Regions from separate parts of the Sus scrofa genome. Here region 2 is linked to region 1. A link is a contact called in public HiChIP or PLAC-seq data. All regions are on one chromosome and are shown on one strand. Each heading gives the region's core, a stretch centred on a gene start, on an enhancer-like site or on the middle of the called end of the contact. The rest is flanking DNA. Distances are from core to core; before and after follow the strand shown.

The links. HiChIP or PLAC-seq counts read pairs in DNA pulled down with a chosen protein or histone mark.
Region 2: an H3K27ac HiChIP or PLAC-seq map of skeletal muscle shows a contact between it and region 1. The contact joins the promoter of MKNK1 here to the promoter of EFCAB14 in region 1. A contact is called at or near these places in 2 of 5 promoter capture datasets (fetal liver and liver), 5 of 47 Hi-C or Micro-C datasets (heart right ventricle, liver, skeletal muscle and 1 more) and 2 of 2 datasets of contacts at active chromatin or transcription factors (alveolar macrophages and skeletal muscle).

The regions. Positions count from the first base shown.
Region 1 is chr6:164,775,854-164,779,464 of Sscrofa11.1, reverse strand. EFCAB14 (EF-hand calcium-binding domain-containing protein 14) reads right to left here and starts at 1,493. Exons shown (of 10, transcript XM_013999428.2): 1 at 289-1,493. The coding sequence starts at 470.
Region 2 is chr6:164,885,894-164,889,756 of Sscrofa11.1, reverse strand. It overlaps MKNK1 (MAP kinase interacting serine/threonine kinase 1), which reads right to left and starts at 2,009. Exons shown (of 13, transcript NM_001143719.1): 1 at 1,931-2,009.

The DNA of each region.
Region 1 (3,611 bases), core at 244-2,743:
TCCCACTTTGGTCTCTCTGGGCTCTTGGCTCATTCCCCAAGTCCACTGTCTACCCTAGATTCAGAGCTCTCTTTTGTACACTCAGAGACAGATCTCTAACTTATCCTTCATCCAGAACCTGAACTCACCTTCTCCCTAATAGCTTTTCTGCCTCTGTGCCTTCCAAGGTCTACGTGCTTTTTAAAAATTTTTCTTAAGAACTTCCTTCTCCCTCCCTTTAATTTGCCCCCTTGGTCGTGTTGGGAGATACCTTTTCCCCATTCCACCTCTGTGCACTGCATTACTCACTTGACAAAGCGAGAGCGATTTCCAGCTACACCAAACTCCTCTTCCTCCTCTGAGCTGGACTCAGAGTCTGAGTCGGGAGGCTCGGTGCGAAGCAGGCGGTGGCCTGAGCCTTTCTTGGGCTTCTTTCTCCGGCTATCCCCAGCCAAGCCGATCAATGCATTGAGCTCTTTGCGCTTTTTCATCTTCTTGTGTGGGGTGAGTGGGGCACCCACTCCTGAGCTGCCAGGTTCGTACCCGATGCCCAATTCTCTCGATGCCTTGGAGCTGCCTTCCAGGGTGGGGAATTCTGGGCCAGAGCCCCTCTGGTCACTCCCACCCAGGGGTGGGACTGACCAGATCCGCTGGGGACTAGAGACTGGAGCCCAGAGGAAACTGGAACTCAGATGGATGGCTGGGGGAAGTCACGTAAAGACGTCCTGGGGGCTGGTGATCAAAATGGATAAAGCCCTGGGCATGGAGTGTCAATTAGTTGAGGGTGTTTAGGAGAGGTAACCTTTGTCTCCCAAGGGGGATAAAAAGTCAAGAACGAGAGATTCTCAGCCCTGGTCAGTAGATAATACTAATAAGGGTGCTTCAGGAGCTGGGGAAGGACACGCGGACGGGTGTTCTGGTCTTCCGGGGCAAGATTTCCAGTGGAAAGGGAAAGAAACTTGCTTTTGAATGGGAGAAGAGGAGGAGGTGCAGAGCGAGACAGTGGGGTCGCACTGGTCCCTTCCTGGCTGGCAGCAGGAGGGGGCTCCCAGCCACTGCAACCCGGACACAGGAAACGCTCGGGGCTGAGAGATCACCGATCTCCGGCCTCCGTCCTGAGCTTGAAGGGAGCCGGAGGCCGAGGAAGATCCAGAGCTCTTGTTTGCAGGGCTCAGCCTCAGAGGAACCAGTCCCGCGCCTGAGGAGACCCCAGCCCTGGTGTCTGGGCCTGGGGGCAGGTCAAGAGGGGCGTCAGCGGCTCAGCCCACCTGAAGCGCTCCCGCCGAGTTTGAGGTATTCCGGCACCGGCGACTTTCGGCAACTCAAACGCGCCGCCTCCACTGCAGCCGCGACTCCGGTCCCCGCTTCGGCTCCGGACGCAGCTGCTCCTGACTCGCTGGTGGCGGCGGCGGAGGCGGCGGCGGCGGAGGCGGCGGCCGCGGGGTCCAGACCCGGGCCATCGCTCCAACCCCAGCTCACTTCCCCTTTGGCAGCGGTGCCAGCACCGCCTGCCAGTAAGGCGCGCTCCCATTGGCCGCAGGTTCGGTGACGTAACACCGGGCGCGCGAGGGGCGATGGGGAGGCGGGGCGTTAAAGGGCCCAGGCTCCTGCGCGGGTAGGTCCCGCCTGCTAGTTGGGGAGGTCCTACCCGCAGAAAAGCCCTCGGGGATTTATCGCTCACTGTACTTCGGGAGTGTTCGGTTGCAGGAGGCGCAGGGGCGGTTCAGGCGAAGCTCCCAGCTGCTCCACCTGCTTAGGAAGTTCATCGGCCTCTCCGACCGCCAGCTGTGAACTGGGCTAACCCAGCTTAGACGTCCCAACCCTCTGGCTCGCATGTTGTTTATTAAAGGTTTAGGCATGTTACAGATTAATGACCCGGTTGAACACGTCCATTCATTCATTGCGTAAATATTTATTGAGAGTTTACCACGTGTCAGGAGCAATTCTACTGCTGAGGATACAGCAATGAACAAAATAACCACTTGCTTAGGGTTGCCAGATTTAGCAAATAAAAATACCAGACATCCAGTAAAGTGCCAACCCTAATCCTACAGTTTACACTGCAGTGGGGGGAGAGCAGCGACATATTAAATGTCAGGAGGTGATAAATATTATGGGGGAAATTGAAATATGATAAGGGGACAGGGAGTGCCTCTGTGATAAGAGGACCTTTGGTTTGAGACTGAGAGGCTGCGAGGGAGTGAGTTGTGCAATGGCCAGGAGGAAAAAGTGACCTGGAAGACCTGGTGTGGCTGGACCTGAAGGGCAAGAGGAGCAGGATGGGAAATGAGGTCGGATAAGCATCAGGGGCCCGATCATGCAGGGCCTTATGGACCACTGTGAGAACTTTGGGAAACCACTGGTGCTTTAAGCTCTGGTTTAGCATTTATGTATGTATTTATTTATTTACTTATTTATTCAATTTTTCAAAGTTTTTTTGAAGTATGGTTGATTTACAATGTTGATAATCTCTGCTGTATAATAAAGTGATTCAGTTATACATATACACACATCCGTACTTTTTCAGATTCTTTTCCCATATAGATTATCACAGAGTATTGGGTAGAGTTCCCCGGGCTATACAGCAGGTCCCCGTTGGCCAATTATTCCATATGCTGCTGTGTGGGATATGCCAATCCCGAACCCCCAGGACAGTCCTTCTCCCCACCCGTCCCTTTGGTAACCATAAGTTTGTTGTCAAAGTTTGTGAATCTGTTTCTGTTCTGCAGAACAAATATGGAATGCCTCACGAATTTGCATGTCATCCCTACGCAGGGGACATGCAAATCTTCTCGGTGTTGTTCCAATGTTTGTATATGTGCTGCTAAAGGGAGCCCTGGCTTAGATTTTAAAATGATCACTCTAGCTACTGTGTGGGAAAGAGAATTGGAGGAGAGTGAGGGAAGGATAAAGATGCTGGCAGTAGTGGAGATGGTGAGCATTCTGAAAGCTTCTTGAAGACAGAGCTAATTGGATTTCCCACTGTGGTGCAGTGGGTTAAGAATCCAACAACAGTGACCGGGTCGCTGTGAAGGTATGAGTTTGATCTCTGGCTCAGCACAATGGCTTAAGGATGTGGCATTGCTGCAGCTGTGGTATAAGTGGCATTTCCAGCCCTGAGTCAGTCCCTGGCCTGGGAACTTCCATATGCCACAGGTGCATCCATGAAAAAAAAAAAAAAAAAAAGAGCTAACAATATTTACTGCAAAAAAAGAGAAGGATCTTAGGGTGGAACCACCAGCAGAACCACTGGAGGAAAGGCATTGCTGTTTCCTGAGATGAAGGAGAGCAGATCTGGGGCAAGCTTGAGAAGCCAATTCAATATTCCTTTTTTTTTTTTTTTCCTTTTTGTCTTTTCTAGGGCCGCACCTGCGGCATATGGAGCTTCCCAGGCTAGGGGTCTAATCGGAGCTGTAGCTGCCGGTCTACACCACAGCCACAGCAACACCAGATCTGAGTCACATCTTCGACCTACACCACAGCTCATGGCATCGCCGGATCCTTAACCCAGTGAGCATCGAGGTCAGGGATCGAACCTGCAACCTCATGGTTCCTAGTCGGATTCGTTAACCACTGAGCCATGACGGGAACTCCCAATTCATTATTCAAATGGACTGTTTGATACATCTATC
Region 2 (3,863 bases), core at 760-3,259, 110 kb before region 1:
CTACTATGTGCCAGACAAGGAGGGAAGAAACAGACAGGATCCCTTTCCATCAACGCACTTAGAGCACACACGGGGTGACACACCCCAAGGCAGACTGCGAAGAGAGCTATATTCAAGGTGAGGCTTTGTTACAGAAGATGGGAAGGGGGGCAACTAACCCAGCAGGGGGATCAGAGAAGCTTCGCTGACAGGTCACATAGACACGGGCCTTGAAAGATGAGGAGGCTGGAACTCCAGGAAGAGGGAATGTAGGCAAAGGAACATGCAAGGAGTGTTTGAGAGAAAAAAAAAACCAAAACAAAAAACCAAAACATCTAGTTTATTTTGCTTGGGGCACAGGGTGCAGGTTTGGGAGAATAAAGGGAAACGGCAGGAGAGAGATTTGAGAACAGATGTTGGAGGGACTCGTCTGTGAGGCCGAGGAGTCCAACCTCTATGTGGTAGGCAACGAGGCCCACGAAGATTTCAGAGCCAACATATAACATGATGAAAATACCGTCTCAGGAAGATCCCATAGGCACCCATGAAAAGGACAAACGGAACCAAATTACTAGACTTGGCATGGGATCACCTAATAGGAAACCACTGGTGCTTCATAAGCAGGTGCTAAAATCCAACAGCTCCTGTTCACAGAGCTTCTCACTGCCAGGGTTCAGCTTCATGGAATCTGCGTAGAAGAGGCGCTCCCTTACCAGGTCCTCTAATCCTCAAAATCCGCTCACATAAAGGGCCTCCAGAGAAAGCCAAGAACTCCAATTAACCCTATGGATCACAGAATGGGAAGATGTGGGAGAAGTTGGGCAGCGAGTACCACCAGCTCCACATAAAAAACCAACCTTGGATCTCCTCTTTACATCATTTCCACACAAGCTTTCTTTAGAGGGGCCGAGGCTAAGGACAGCGGGGCTGAAATCACCTGGTCAGTAGCTGACGATCTAGTGAACCGATATACATGAACTGCCCAGCACAGTGCTGGGCACATGGGCCCTGGTCAGTTAGCACTGACCCAAGCCACAAGGTCAATTAAACCTATAAATCCTACTGAGGCTTCAAGACCTAGGTCACCTCCCCGCAAGGCCTCTCTAAAGTACCCCAGGGCAAATGACCTAATTCCCAGAAATCGCAGCCATTTCAGGCACCAAGTATTCAGCACACAACTCATGACAGATGCCACCGAGGGGGCTCATGGAGGCCTATGCACCTTTCACAATGACCCTCCCATATGCCCTTTTTCTGCAGGAGAAACTAAAGCTCTGAGGGGGGAAATGACTCGCCTGAGGCCACACAGCTAGGAAGTGGCAGAGGTGAGATCTGAACCCGGGGCTACGTGACACGAAGTCAAGCACTTCCAACACTTCCATCCTGTCACCCCTGCTGATGTGCTACTGACCGTCCGACAGGGAGCCTGTAAAGTCCGCAAGGACAGAGACTGTGCTATGACCTCTCCTCGCTGTACATGGACCCACAGTGGCCAGGAGCTTTCAAGTGAACACAGTTAACTTTAAATAATGGGGTACACAGACACGATAAACTCCTCACATGGAAAACAATTCATGACACTGGACTGCCTGAGCCTCGACTTCTGCCACAGCGCCTGAGAGGGACTGAGTGTCAAACTGGCCTCAAGTGGGGCCAGTTCGACCTCGAACGCCTGTCAGAGCCCAAGCCGCGACCCCAGGCACAGGCTGAGCCCGGGCCCGGGACACGCGCCGCGCGCAGAGCTCGTCACCGTCGGGGTCCCGCCAGGTCCCAGAAGCAACCTGGAGGAGCGCCCTGAAGAAGGGTCGCCTTCGGCGGTCCCCTCGCGGCCGTATCGGGTCGTGACCTCGGGCCGTTCTGAAGGCCCTGCTGCTCCACCCCGGGCACGCGACTCAGTCACAGACCCCTGCCCCATTTCACGAGCAGGGACACCTCGCCGTCTGGGCTTTACCTCAGCGGACTTCCCGCGGGGCCGCCGGCGCGCACCCCACCTGCAGGACGCTCGGCCGAGAACGCGGAAGGGCGGTACTAGCAGCGAGGGGCGGGCCCGACCTGAGAGGGGCGTGGGAGGGCGGGGCTGCGCCTGCGCCCCGGTGGCCACGCCCAGGGAGAGGGTGGGGCCAACTCGGTAAACTGCGCAGGCGTGGTACGAGAGAGGCGGGAGATGGCTGGGGGAGTGGGGCGGGGCTTACTTTCTTCCGACGCTGAATTTTTCGGAGAGAAGGTCTGGAAGCCAGGGAAGCGCCTGGAGGCGGAGGCCGGGCAATGGCAGGTGTAATTATATTTATTGAGCGCTTCTGTATGCTGGGAAGGAATTTTTTTAATGGCTTTTACATAGGGGGAAATGGTGCTAGTCTTTTTTTTAAAAGAAGAACAAATTCTGTAAAATTGCTTAAAAGGTTTGGGTGCCTGTAATTTCACGGTGAGAGTTTTTCCTTGAGTAAAGCATTACCCCCAGTGGTTAAAAAAAAAAGAAAAAAAAAACTTTAAAAGTTCATTTCTTGGAGTTTCCATTGTGTTCATTTCTTGCAGAAAACCTCCTGCAAATACATTCAAATTTCAACCAGCTCCTGTCCCTCCCTCAGGCTGCCAGTGTGATGAGGGAGTGAGAGTGCTGACTGGGGGTTAGGTCAGGGCCTGAATGTGTTTCCTCCGTTGGGAAATGGAAGTAAACATCCTTTCCCTGCTTGTCTCAGGATTGTTGTGAGGGTCTGATGAGCAATGCTTGTTACAGAGCTTCTTGGACTTCCTTCCCATCATCCACCTGACAAACATTTGTTCCCTTTCCTCTTCTGGGCTCCCTTTCCTCAACTGTCTCGCCTACATAAAGAAAGGAGGTCTGAAGCATTGGGAACACTCAAGGCTTTGCTAGATTTCTCAGTCTAGGTGATGGCTGGAGGCGGGTGGCGCAGGGGGTTTCTCCCAAGCTTCTGTATTCATTTACTTCCTGGATCTCTCAGTTCAACCTGAAGGCCCCTGTGTAAGTTGACCTCTCCCACATTGCCTTCCAGGCCCATCCAAGCTTCAGGTCCTCAGAGACCACACTGGCCTCTTCCTATCTCTGTTCCCTGAATGTCTCAATAGCCGGATGACCCCGAGTCACTCAGACTTATGTTCCAACCTGGGTTCTCAAAATTGCAATGTTCCTTCATATGGCAACCAAATTCGGTTAATGCCAGGGATGAGGGCTCTGGGGGCTCACAGGAGGAAGGGCTTCCCAAATCTGATGAAGCATCAGCCATGCCTGTGGCCCCCTTCACCAAGCATTCCATACAGCTCCTAGAGGGAGTAGCAGCAAGAACCTCCAGAGGCCACAGTGTTCATGGGGGCCAAGGGTGGTGGGCGTCTTTTACTCAGCAGGTGAATGCTTTGCTTCCAGGTGGGGAGAATGGCTCGCTTCCTCATTCCCTAAACAGTTTTATGGATCTTGAGCCAAAGGGAAAACAAAGCCTTCTGCAGCCTGGCTGCCCAACCAAACTGTCCCTCTATCCCTGAAACACTGCCTCTCCCAGGATCCTCTTCTGCCAACTTTTGCCTTTTGGGGGAGGCGGGGGGGGGTGTCTTTTCTTGCTGTTACCAAGGCCCCAGCTCTCTTTTATCTCTTTCTTTCTGTGTCTTGTTATCTCCAAGCATCCCTCTGAATTTCTCAAAATAGTTTTGTGAGGGCTTCCTGATGTATTCATACGTTCCCATGTAAGGCCTCGGCCACACAGTTCGGAGATAAATCTACCCTCACGTGGTGCATTCCAAAGCAACTATGAGCCCAGAGCCTGAAGTTGCTAAGAATCGAAGCTGTCCATTAATTGAGGAAGTAGTGAGTGACCTGTCAGAGGAGGTGTGCAAGCAGAGCCACCTTTTAGAACGCTGGACTGGGGCCTCCTCTG